Linked DNA regions of Ovis aries: region 1 is linked to region 2. A link is a contact called in public Hi-C data. All regions are on one chromosome and are shown on one strand. The core of a region is the stretch at or near the end of the contact, and the rest is flanking DNA. Distances in the headings are between cores, read along the strand shown.

Region 1 (6,458 bases), core at 3,267-5,766, 130 kb after region 2:
GCACTTACCGATGCACTTACCGGTGTTGGGTCTGCCTCCTTCGTACCTGTAATCATCCCTGGTGGGGAAGACTGGAGCGGCCAAGCTCATCCGGGAGACGCTGCTTTCCTTGCCCTCCGCTGCCTGCTGTTTTCTCAGCAGCAGTGCTTGCTAGTCTTTCTTGTAGCGCTGCTAAGTTGCTAAAAACGCTTTGCTGATTCTTCTTTACATTTTCTGACCTGCAAGGCTAAGCTCATTTTGAACTTTAGCATACTGGGACTATTCTTGGATACTTTACACTTCTTTTTATTCATCTTTAATTATATACTCTTCATTCCATCCTTCATGTAAGTTTTCTCTAGATCCGGGATTTTTTTTTTCCCAGAGTCACTTGTGTAACTTCTGACATATCTTCCTTTTCTCTTTTTATGATAATTTAAAAGTAATAGTTTGTTAGAAAGTTTAAAATTCAGTTAAAGTGTAAAACTTGTGCTTTTGGAGGTTTCTAAATACTCTTGACCCGTCTTTTCTTATGGGGACTCTCAAGTCCCTTATAGAAAGAATCCCATATAGATTCCCTTACGGAATCTCATATTCACCTTTTTAAAAGGAATAACCCGATTATGCTGAGGTTTCCCCTTTCTGGCCCTCTGATATTTAAGACTAACATGGTTAATATCTGCTTATATTCTTGCTACTTTTATAATGACAAACAATTCCTTTCTGTTGCTGTTTTGGTCTAGAATGTCACTTCTTCCAGGCAGTGCTGAAATGTCAGCATTCAAATTAAGAACTTCTCAAATACTGTATTTTTGGTTAAATAAAACTTCGCATGTAATTGTTGACATCTGTTCCCATGACTGCAGTCTTCCCTGGGCTCACTTTCTGATCTGTTAGGGATACATACCTGGTTAGTGGTCTCTAAAAACGATCAGAAGTACTATTTCTATAGTTTGCCCTTACGCTCACCACATACACTTATTTTCTTCTGTATTAGGTTCATTAGTTTCAACATAGTTGTTATATCATCTGTACCTTCTGCCTATTAGACTACCTTTTATAACATGCAATTTATTTGGCCTAGGACACACTCCACGTTTCAGTCAGATCTTCAGTCCCATCCAGCTAAGTCTTGGTACTACCATGAGTTCATATTTACCCTACTGATCTGCCATTATAGTGAAATGTATTACCCTACCTTTTATAAGAAAAGATCTCATGCCTTTACTGTGTTATTAATAACAAATAGTAATATCTTAAGAAATGCCAAACTTTGGGTTAAAATATATATATAAACTTTTGTTTATTTGTAATTAAGTTATAGTCTAGTGTTCTCAGACACCACATAATGCATTCTTCTTCAGAAAAAAAAAAATTTTAGAGTCTTCACAATACTATTTCACCACAGATCCAAATTTTTCCATATCATTTTTCACACATAAACTTGGCAGGTCCTTTTCACTCGCTGAATTGGAGATTGTATTTTATGAATATTTTAAAAAGTATTTATCAATTTCTTGTGTCAAATTATTTCTGATTTTCTTCCTTTAGGATTCACCAAAAGCCCAGCTACGCCGGACAATAGAATGTTGTCGGACCAACTTATGTAACCAGTATTTACAACCTACACTGCCCCCTGTTGTTATAGGTAGGTTAGCAGAGAAAAGTGCAGTCATCGTAAATCTCAGTGAACTATTTTCTATGGTTTTAACAATAAGCAGGCTTTCTAGAGTTTAACGCTACAAGTTATTTTTTCCTTCTAAGATGTAATAGAAAGATAATATGTCTGTTTTACTGTTTATTCCCATTGTCAGGTCCGTTTTTTGATGGCAGCATTCGATGGCTGGCTTTGCTCATTGCTATGGCTGTCTGCATAATTGCTATGATCATTTTCTCCAGCTGCTTTTGTTACAAGTAAGATAATTATTTTGATGCAAAGTATTTTGTTGAATAGTAGATATAAACAGTTGCTCTTAAGGCCAGTAGGCAGAAACCATTGACACTGAGTGTATTTTAGAAACCATGAATTTGTATTCTCTGGTTATATTTCCTTTAATTAATGGTGTTATAATTTTCTTGAGTGAACAGAGCTATCAGTCAGTTAATTGGATACAACACTGTACTTCTTGTTATGTTCATGAATACTTACGATTTCCTTATTTATAGAATACTGAACTTTCTTATATCTGAATGTTTAAAACCTATCCCAGGAAATCAATTTTATATATTACCATTCTTTAGTTATTTGGTGGTTCAGAGTTATTTGCATTTAGTCATGATTTCAGAAGACAGTTGCCAGAAGGGAAAAGTGATTAGAGGAGGGCATAGACGTCATAGTAAAACATTATCTGACTGATAGATGAATAAACCGAGAGATCAGTGGAACTGGTTACTAGACCTGTAAGTAGAAGTTAGTATGTGATAAAGGTAACTTTTCAGATTACTGAGGAAAAGTTGGCTTATTCAGTAAATGGATTTGGGAGTAGATAGCAATGGCACCCCTCTCCAGTACTCTTGCCTGGAGAATCCCAGGGATGGGGGAGCCTGGTGGGCTGCCATCTATGGGGTCGCACAGAGTCGGACACGACTGAAGTGACTCAGCAGCAGCTGAGAAAAATGGAGAAAAATGAAGCTGAGTCAGTTTTGTACATTGAAATAAGTTTTAGCCAGATTTAGCCATGTAGATATATAATTCATGTATATATACATATATATTTACATATATAAAGTGAAATGCTTAAATACTAGAACAAACCTTGGAATAGTTTTTAAAAATAATCTGAATCTGACACAAAACTTACTAGCCAAAAAAAACCACAAAACACCTTAAAATTAAAAAAGGAAAGATTGATGGTGTCAACTACATAAAAATAAAACTTTACTATGTGGTAGAAACCACTATAAATAGTCAGAAGACAGTCTAACAGTGAAAAATATCCCCTGCTTATATTACAAAGAGCTAATTTCTTAAATATAAAGAGCTTCTATAAATCGAAAATAAAAAAAATCAATTCAGTAATTACCAAAAAATGAACTTATGGTTTGTTTAAATAGAAATACATATGGCTCTTAAAAGAAAAAGATGACTCAAGAATACTCAAAATATGAAAAATATGTTAAAATCATACTGAGGTTTTATTTTTTACCTGTTATACTGGCAGAGATTCACATGTTTGATAGTAGGTCTTTTAGATAGAGCATCCTTTTCTACTTTTGTTGCTTCCACTAAAATGGCAATAAAGAGTTTTAAAATGTTTTGTTCAGCCAGAACAGGGAGACAAGATGACAGCAAAAAGCTGTGGAATCTGGGAAACTTATGGATGAGTATAGACCTAGAAAATCTGAATCCCAGGCTAGAAATTGAGAAAGACAAACAGCAACCGATTTGTACTACAAAATTCCCCCAAGAAGTTCACGAATTGGCAGTACTAGCCACCTCTGGAAGTTAAGCCGAGGGTGGCAGGGAAACTGAGAGGGTGGCCTGAAAGTCTGTTTTTAGAAGGTCAGGTGCTGTGTTGGTTGTGCAATCCTGTGTTAAGAAATCACTCCCAGATTTAGTGATCTGAAACAGTGGCTATTACCGCTCACCATTTCTGTGGGTCAGGACTTCAGGAGTGACCTGCCTGGGCAGCTCGGGATCTTTCGTGACCTTCAGGAAGATGTCAGCAGATGCTGGACTCACCTGGAAGCTTGGCTGGAACTGGTAGATCCTCTTCCAAGGCAGCTCACTTCCAGGGCTCACTTCCAGGGAGATCTTAGTCCCTCCGATATGAACCTCTCTACGGAGCGGCCTGCATGAGCTTACTCACAGCAGGAAGCCTGGCTTCCCGTGCAGAGTGAATGGTCCAGAGACCAAGGTGAAAGATGGGCGCTGTATGTGATCTAGACTCAGAAGTCACACCATCTCTTCTGCCATCCATATCTTACTGGTCACCCAGGTCAGCCCTGGTGCTTTCTGGAAGGGAATTAAACAAGGACAGGTGTACCAGGAGGTGAGAAATTTTGTGGGCCATTTTGGTTGCCAGATAACCACTGATGTTGAGATCCCTGTTCTTATTCTGAATGATCATGTGACTTTGATCCTGAGCAAAAGGCTAGAAGTGTTGTCTCGGGGAAAGAGCAAAAATGTTCCCATCTATGGTGTCCCGTTACTGAGGGTGAGATAAATGGTATAGTGAAAATAAGGAGGTAAAGTGAATATTTACATACTAATTTGTGGGCCCCTCAGCCGTCCAGAACCGTGCTAGCCAAGCTTGTTCCCTCTAGATAATGTATAAGAAGATTATTCTTAGGGAACAACCATCTGGCCCAAGAAAAAAAGACCTAAATATTCTGCCTCCAGTAAGCCCAGTGAAATGGCCCCAGCAGATTATCAGAGTGAAACCTGTAATCAGTAAGCCCCATTCACGTATTAAGAGCTGCCGGTCAGGCCGTGAAGGACACTGACCCCTGAGAAACAGGAAGCAGATGAGGTGAGTCTTGCTATTGCCCAGCTTACTCCCTGAGAAGAGTTCCTGACTGCGGGACACAGGAATGACTCACGCAGAACCCAGCAGGCACTCTGAGTCGAGGAGATACAGCTGAGAGTCTGAGGAGAGAGCAGCAGCTATGGTTCATAGGTGCAGAGTGCTGGAAAGGAGAGAGTTTTCATAGAGGAAGAACTCTGTGGACGTCTTCAGAATGGCCCCATAGAATATTCAGCTGATCTTAGTCAGTGATTTCAAGTGAGCAAACCCCCAAGGCTGAGAAAGACTGCCTGAAAAGGTCAAAGGATCGATATTCAGTGCTCACACAAGGCCGTGAACAGTGTCTCTTCCCACCAGCTATGTGACCTGAAAACCTCACAATTCACGGGGCTCTGTTTATAGCACTCAGAAGGGTCTTGCCTCAGCATTGGAGAATAATTAGTCAGCTGTCTGACTTGGGGCAAATGGTGAGCCCTGGGCCTATGGTTTCCTCTTTTGTAAAAAGGAAACACTACAACTTATCTCTTAGGAGTTTAATAAAGTTGAAGTAAGTCACAGAACAGTGCCTGACACACTGAACATCAATAGAAATGAGCTGTTTTTTTTTTTAACATGTATCAACATGGATAAATAGGTAATACATAAGAAATTTCTTATACAAGATGTAAAATATTAATACAACATATGCCATTTATAGAAATTAGTATCCAGAGAAAAAAATTTGTGTGTGAATATATACTTTTTATGGTAAAGGTATAAATACATAAATAGGAAGGCTATAGCCACCTTCAAGACAGTGTTTGTCTCTTAGGATTAAAAGAAGAAAATGAAATTATGAGGGAAATTTCAAATATTTTAATGTTTATTTAAAATATATCAAAAAATTATAGCTTAATATTTATTAAATTTAAATGGTTTACACATGGGTGCTAATTAAATTAATCTCTACTGTTTAAATGTTTGAAACATCTCATAATTTAAAGTTTTTTTCAAAAACCTTTAAAAATATCAGAATGAACTTGTTTGACTTCTCTTCCGTAAACTCCTTTTCCCTTTTTAAAAATGGTAGTATATTTATTGTTCATTATGATGTAAAACTACGTTTATGAATTCAAATGAAAAAACATATGTAAAGCAAAGAATGGATATTCTTACATCCCCAGCAATAACTATTATTTACAACTGCTATATATCCTTTCTGATCCTTTCAGAGAAGTATAGATGCATATAATTCTAAACTGTTTATAGTGAGGGTGAGACTTTACATGCTGGTTTTTAATCGGTTTTTTTCACTTGCCAACGTACCATGGACATCTTTCCATTTTAAGGTAGTAAATAGCTCTCTATTTCAGAAACTCCATCTTTGGACATTATTTTAACAGAGAATATATTATTCTATGATAAGACTAATTTGGTTATGAACCCATGTGATGAAGGAATGATGATAATGTCAACAGTCTCGAGATTTTTCTTACCTTAGAATTTTATTGTTTTAGAATTTTAATATAGTTATCTTCTGCTCTTTTAAAATAAAAGACATTATTGCAAGAGCATCTCAAGCAGACGCCGTTACAATCGTGATCTGGAACAAGATGAAGCATTTATTCCAGTTGGAGAATCATTAAAAGACCTTATTGACCAGTCACAGAGTTCTGGTAGTGGATCTGGACTACCCTTATTGGTAAGCTGGAATGTCATGTGAGCATGAACGGTGTACTGATGCAGAATGTATTGTCATATGGTGGGGTGAAAGTCGCTCAGTTGTGTCCGACTCTTTGTGACCCCATGGACTACAGAGTCCATGGAATTCTCCAGGCCAGAATACTGGGGTGGGTAGCCTTTCCTCTCTCCGGGGGATCTTCCCAACCCAGGGATCGAACCCAGCTCTCCCGCATTACAGGCAAATTCTTTACCAGCTGAGTCACAAGGGAGATGGCTAGAAGATTAAATCAGTTTAAATAAGAAATATGAAATAAGAAAAGATAGGCAGGTAAGGCAGAGCCGCAAGCAAGG
Region 2 (6,110 bases), core at 1,182-3,681:
AGGCTAGAAAACCCCTATTCGTATGTAAGTGAATAAAAGTATGAAATAATATTTTGGAGAAAGACACAGGAATAGCTAAAGTGTCCAAAAAAAGTCAGTGATGTAGACCACAGAGAGAAAAGCCTAAGGGGTTTAGGGTGGAGCCGTCAAAGATGAGTTCCTACAGGAGGTGGTATGTGGGCACGGGAGGCAGGAGAATGGCAGGAAAAGGAGAAATGAATGTGGCTCATTCTGTGGGACGTGGAGACCCCACTCTAGCAGAATACTTTCATACAGTAGTGGTGCTCAGATTGTGATGCGTGTGGCGTCTCATTAAGCGAAACCTGGAAAAACTGAGCAAGATCAGTTGAAAGAGGGAATGACCAACTAGTGTAGCTGGTGTAATTCAGGCATACAATGAGGAAGACAGATTTTAAAGTGGGTAACAAACCAAATGTAAAACCTACATTTTAAAAGAAACAGTGACAGCTATTGATTACTGATTGGATAATTGATTTTATTCCCCCATGAGGGAATGGAGGAAGTTCTTTTTTTAAAGAGCATTGCTGCTGCTGCTAAGTCACTTCAGTCGTGTCCGACTCTGTGAGACTCCATAGACAGCAGCCCACCAGGCTCCCCCATCTCTGGGATTCTCCAGGCAAGAACACCGGAGTGGGTTGCCATTTCTTTCTCCAAGGCCTGAAAGTGAAAAGTCAGAGTGAAGTCGCTCAGTCGTGTCCGACTCTTAGCAACCCCACGGACTGCAGCCCACCAGGCTCCTCTGTCCATGGGATTTTCCAGGCAGGAGTACTGGAGTGGGGTGCCATTGCCTTCTCCGTTTAAAGAGCACACAGAACTCCAAAACTTAAGCATTATTTGTTGAAGAGATGTTAAATTTAAAGCCAGTGATAGGGAGTTCCCTGCTAGTCTAGTGGTTAGGATTCTGGGCTTTTACTACCACAGTCCCAGGTTTGATCCCTGGTTGGAGATTTTGGAAGCCATGCAGCATGGCCAAAAAAAGAAAAAGTTATAGTCGGTGATACTTCTGTGCTGTCATTACAGGATTTCTTAGACTCTCATTCTATCAAGGTAAGTGCTTTAAAATTAAGCCTCAAAAATACTAAAAACAAAACCCAAAAAGTCAACCCTGCTTTTGTTAACAAAAATATAAGAAATGAGTGAGGGCTGTCTATCAGTAGAGAACAAAATGAGTTAGCAACTGTCTTAAGGACAATAAATCTTGACTCGGAAAGAAACATCAAGTAAAGAATTATGTGCACAACTTACTTTTATGAGATTTTAAGCTTTTAGGGGAAGGAATGTGCTGGGCATTATAGTACATTTATTTATTCAGTAAATATTGAACACATACTCGTATGCCTGGCAGCAGGCTAGATCCTAAGGATATGATGGAGTAAGAAAAAGACAGTTCTTGTCCTCTAGAACTTTCTATCTAGCACAGGGTTAGGTACCCCAAAATGTGTGGTAGATAAACTAGTGTGTCTATGCACACTGGAGGTACCACACTACACCTATATATTTAGATAACCATGTCGAGCACGTACATATAGTTAATATAGTATGGCTGTTAATAACACAGCATTCCTGATCCAAAATTATTATCTCCCCAGTTATCTCAGCTTGAATCTTTATCATGACACCTTGTCTTTCTTTGAATGGTCATTCACAAGTTAACCATACTCAGCTCCAGATGCTAGGATTTCTGGACTACTAGTGCCAACAAAATTCTTGAGTAGAATCAGTGTTTAGGAGTGGTAAGTAGAACTGGATATGGTTTATACATGTACATATTAACAATATATATAAATATATATATATGTATGCAGATACAAGTATATACATATATATATGTATGCAAGCACCTAGTACATTTTATTTTTAACCAGGCAAAAACAAAAGCAACTATATACATATATATATATACTAATATATATTCCGGGAGTTGGTGATGGACAGGGAGGCCTGGCGTGAGTTGGACACGACTGAGCGACTGAACTGAACTGAACTTGTGTATATCTGGTCAAAAAATAAAGTGTAATTGGTTATAAACCCACTGCTCTCAGGACAGAGAAAGGCAGCAAGGTGAATCGCTACAGGATAGGGAAGGACAGATTGACGGTGGGCTGAGTGGAGCTGGGGTGGGGAGGCCCCAGGTCTAGGTGTTGGGTGGGAGGACCTCAGGCCCTCTAGGTAGTACCTGCTAGCTGGAGAACCGTGAGCAATCAACAGGGGGTAGTCCAGGAGAACAGCAGGCAGCTGTTCAACTTGAGGCAATGCGGGGAAGGAGGCCTGACAGATGGATAGAACATGGACAGGGAAATTCTAGAAAATAAAGCTGAAGGCAAACAAGTGTTACCACTAGGGGTATCAATCGGTACACAACAGAGTCTGTGTTGTAGGGCTGGGGCAGACTCCAGAGAGCAGAGTCCAGACCACAGGCAGAGAAAACCGAGTTCCACACAGGTTAAAAGGCCCGGGCTTCAGGAGCGAGAAAAGGGCTGTGAGTCAGTGCTTAGACGGGGGCCAAGGTTGGACATCTTGGTGTAAGTAGCAGAAGCAGCAGGTGGCTGAGTCCTGGGCTTGGGACTGGAGCTTTGAGAAGAGTCTTCCTGCCAGGAGAGGATTGTGGTCTACGGTAAAGGGTGTGCTGACAGTAGGGAGAGGTCAGTTGAGACCGTGGACTAGGCAGGACCGAGTGGTGACTACTTTGTAGCAAGAGCTTCACTGAACCATCTTTTAATCATAGGAAACAAGTCCTTTGAAAAAAAGAGAAATGAAAATAGAAGTGGGAAAAATCAAGTTATATACAAGTAAAAATAAAATGGGAAGTAAAATATTATACCAATACAAAGGAAAACACAAATTCAGATTTTTAAACTTTATTTTGTGCACTCAATTATATATATATATATATATAACTATCTTTTTTCTTAAACACAGTTTCTGTTTTGGCTTGGTCCTTCTTAACCATGACGTTAACCAGGGTATTATTAACCAATAAAATGATGTAGTAGGGTCTATGCCGAATAATGTAGCTGTTTCCTCTACTCTTCATAGCACTCTTATCCATTTAATATTGGGTTTGAAAACAACTAAAGCATCACTCTGCCAAGGACATCCCTTCACTAGTCCCTCCTTACTGAATTCTAATTTATTTCCATATCCATGATGACTTAGGACTGCCTTTATAGCAGGGAAGTGACTTTGGATGGATTAACTTGGATTAGTCTGTCGCTCAGTCGTGTCTGACTCTTTGCGACCCCATGAACTGTAGCCTACCAGGCTCCTCCATCCATGGGATTTTCCAGGCAAGAATACTGGAGTGGGTTGCCATTTCCTTCTCCAAGAGATCTTTCCGATCCAGGGATTGAACCCAGGTCTCCCGCATTGTAGGCAGACGCTGTCCCGTCTGAGCCACCAGGGAAGACCTAATTCAACTAACACCTTCCCTGAAAGCAGACATGTCCATTTCACTGAATATGGTATAACCCATAGCTTCCCTGACTCGCCCTCACCTTTTCAACATAGTCTAAGCCACCCTCTAAAACTGGATACCAGGATTCCCTGGCAGCCCAGTGGTTAGGGCTCCGCACTGCAAGGGGCCTAGATTCCATCTGTGGTCAGGGAACTAGGATCCTGCAAACTGTACAGTGCGGCTAAAAGAAAAGAGAAGATTAAATAAATAAACAAACTGGATTTTGATGACAAGGTTCAGAAATGCTTAAAGGAAATTCCGTCTTTTATCTCATTCATTTAACAAATATTGAGCACTAGTTATGCACTAGACTCTGCAGAAACAGTTGAGAACAAGATGGACAAGGTTTCTGCTCTCATGGAGTTTATATTCTAGTAGGTCAGAGAGACTCAGACCATGAACAAATAACTAAATGAAGTAATTTCATACAGTAAAAAGTGGTATAAAGAAAACGAAATTGGCTGTCTCGGGGTGTTAAGATAGGTGATCAGACCTATCTTGAGGACCTGAGAACTGCAGAAGAGGGGTGATTTTGCATTCCAAACTAATGCTGTGTGATTTGGGCATGCAACTACCACTCTTGAGGCTTATACCTCAAACAGACCATGCAGAGGAAAAAGATCCATTTCCAAAGCATTCTGTTAACCTACTTAGAGGAAAACTATCACAGTAGAGAATGTTGAATTTGCACCTTGAGGTGTTGCCTTTGAGTTTGGGGGCCAGACCATACGTGTTCAGTTGTCTCTTTGGGCTTCCTGGCTGCTCTTGTTCATTTAAGTGGGCAGGAAAACCGGAGAAACAGGCTGGCATGCATACACATGCCAGGAACCAAAGAAAACACCATGCCCTGCTCAGTTGTCAGTACCTAGGTTGCCTGCTGTGATAAAGCTAAGGATTTCAGCCTGGGCACTCAGGTGGGCTCTGTCCAAGGAAAGCAAAAGGATATTAAGTAAAATTCTTGAAAATTTGAAAAGGAGATCCTTTTCTCAAGAAGCAAAGCTATGACGACCTAAAATTTGATGCTTCAGTTTTGCTGTAATTTCTACAGTGGCATATAACACAACCTAGGCAACATGGATTTGTTCATTTTGAAATACTAAATTTCTAACCTGAGGTTGTCTATTTTATAGACTGATTCATATATCTGAAAATTGAACTAGGCTCTAGAGAGTACACACTCAGCATAGTTTTTATCTGCCGTGACACATTGCTCAGCTTACATCTATGAGTTCTTTAGCTAATCAGTCTGAATCTCCTCAAGCAAAAGGTCCACCCTATCCCTTGACATCAAAGCGGTGTCCTACGTCGTAAACTTGAAAAAGTGACAAATTTTAGGTGATCCAGGGAAACTCATGTATCAAACATTCATCCTGCATAGCAAGATCCATGACTCTCAAACCTGAGACAGGTATAGAGTTCAGGAAAAAAAATTACAGAATAAGTAGAATTGAAAAAATAATTTGGAATTACAGAACGTATCTGAGGCATTAAGGGCAGAGGTGGATAAAAGCGACCGGCGGGGAAGGGAATGAAAGATGGACCAAAAAAAAAAAAAAAACTTTAAACAAGAATGGAAGGGATTTTAGTCATTTAAACAAGAATACAAGGGAATAGTCTGGAATCTAAATATCTCTTAAGGGAGAATGTGTGTGAAAACAAATATCGGGGCTTGGCACATTCTTTTCCTTGTCTCTTTTTTTGTTTATAAAGGTAACTTAAAAAAAAAAAAGGTATCTTTTGTAAAGAGATAATTTAATGCCATGCATTCGTTGAAAGACTTACCCAAGAGATCAAGGTCACATTTGGTTTTTAAAAAGAGACCAAGACTCTTCACATACAGGACACTGAATACTTGAAATGGCATTTTCCAAAGAATGGGGAGAAAAAAGGAGTGGCAACTATTTATGCTCTCCAAATGGAGGGAATCAGACTCGGAGGGTATCTGAGGTCACTAGAGTGAGCGACAGCAGAGACGGGAACAATATTTATAGTCCGCTGACTTCAGTTCTTTTGGGTTAACACCGCTGCTCAACTTATGCCTTTGGTATTCACGGGCTCCATCATAGGGCTCCCAGGCGGGCCAGGCCTCACAGCTCCTGGATCGACGCGAAAATGCTTCTTTCCCTTCAACTCCCCCCTACCTGCGCCTCTGTACGCTGGCAAAGAGCCCAGAAAGAGAGGCCGGGGAGCTATAGTAAATAATAGTTGGACTGTGGCTTTGTACGTTTCTTTGTCGCAACGACTACCACCACGGTCGGGCAGTTCTCCGCCATGGCGTGTGAATTGTCAGCGATCAGGCTTACTCCGCAAGCGCTAACCTGCCCTCACGTGTCACGAGTTTTTGTTAGAGCTTTAGAGTTTGTCCGGGGAGGGGGCCACACAAGGAACCCCGGAGCACTGGCAGTGCGGGGGGCCGGGCCCGCGCGCAGCTCGCAGCGGCGGGATCTGCGCCGCTGCCCCGCACTCAGTACTGTGCGGCGCGCGCACGGCGTCTCCTCCACCCGGCTTCCGGAGACTGGCCGGCCCCGCCGAGGCGGCGATGCGGCGTCTCGGTGAGGAGGGGCCGGCAGGGCCGCGCGGAGGAGAGGCCCCCCTCCCTACGGCAGCCCGGCGCCCCCTTGCCGGCGGCCAGCCC

What was found. Hi-C and Micro-C count contacts between places; a contact is called where the count stands out from the background.
Region 1: a contact with region 2 is called in a Hi-C map of liver, with 3 times the contacts expected there. The contact joins two enhancer-like sites. A contact is called at or near these places in 2 of 16 Hi-C or Micro-C datasets (liver and muscle).

What each region holds. Positions count from the first base shown.
Region 1 is chr25:40,557,770-40,564,227 of ARS-UI_Ramb_v3.0, forward strand. It overlaps BMPR1A (bone morphogenetic protein receptor type 1A), which reads left to right. Exons shown (of 11, transcript NM_001280714.1): 4 at 1,531-1,627; 5 at 1,794-1,893; 6 at 5,982-6,126. Among named protein-coding and RNA genes, the nearest start is that of BMPR1A, 14 kb to the left of the region's middle. Within about 2 kb of position 4,517, at least 14 of the 54 cell types and tissues checked have an H3K27ac peak or open chromatin away from gene starts, as enhancers often do. A contact at or near this core is called in liver, where this site is marked.
Region 2 is chr25:40,427,425-40,433,534 of ARS-UI_Ramb_v3.0, forward strand. It overlaps a transcript of BMPR1A not described here. Among named protein-coding and RNA genes, the nearest start is that of LDB3, 76 kb to the left of the region's middle. Within about 2 kb of position 2,432, at least 1 of the 54 cell types and tissues checked has an H3K27ac peak or open chromatin away from gene starts, as enhancers often do. A contact at or near this core is called in liver, where this site is marked.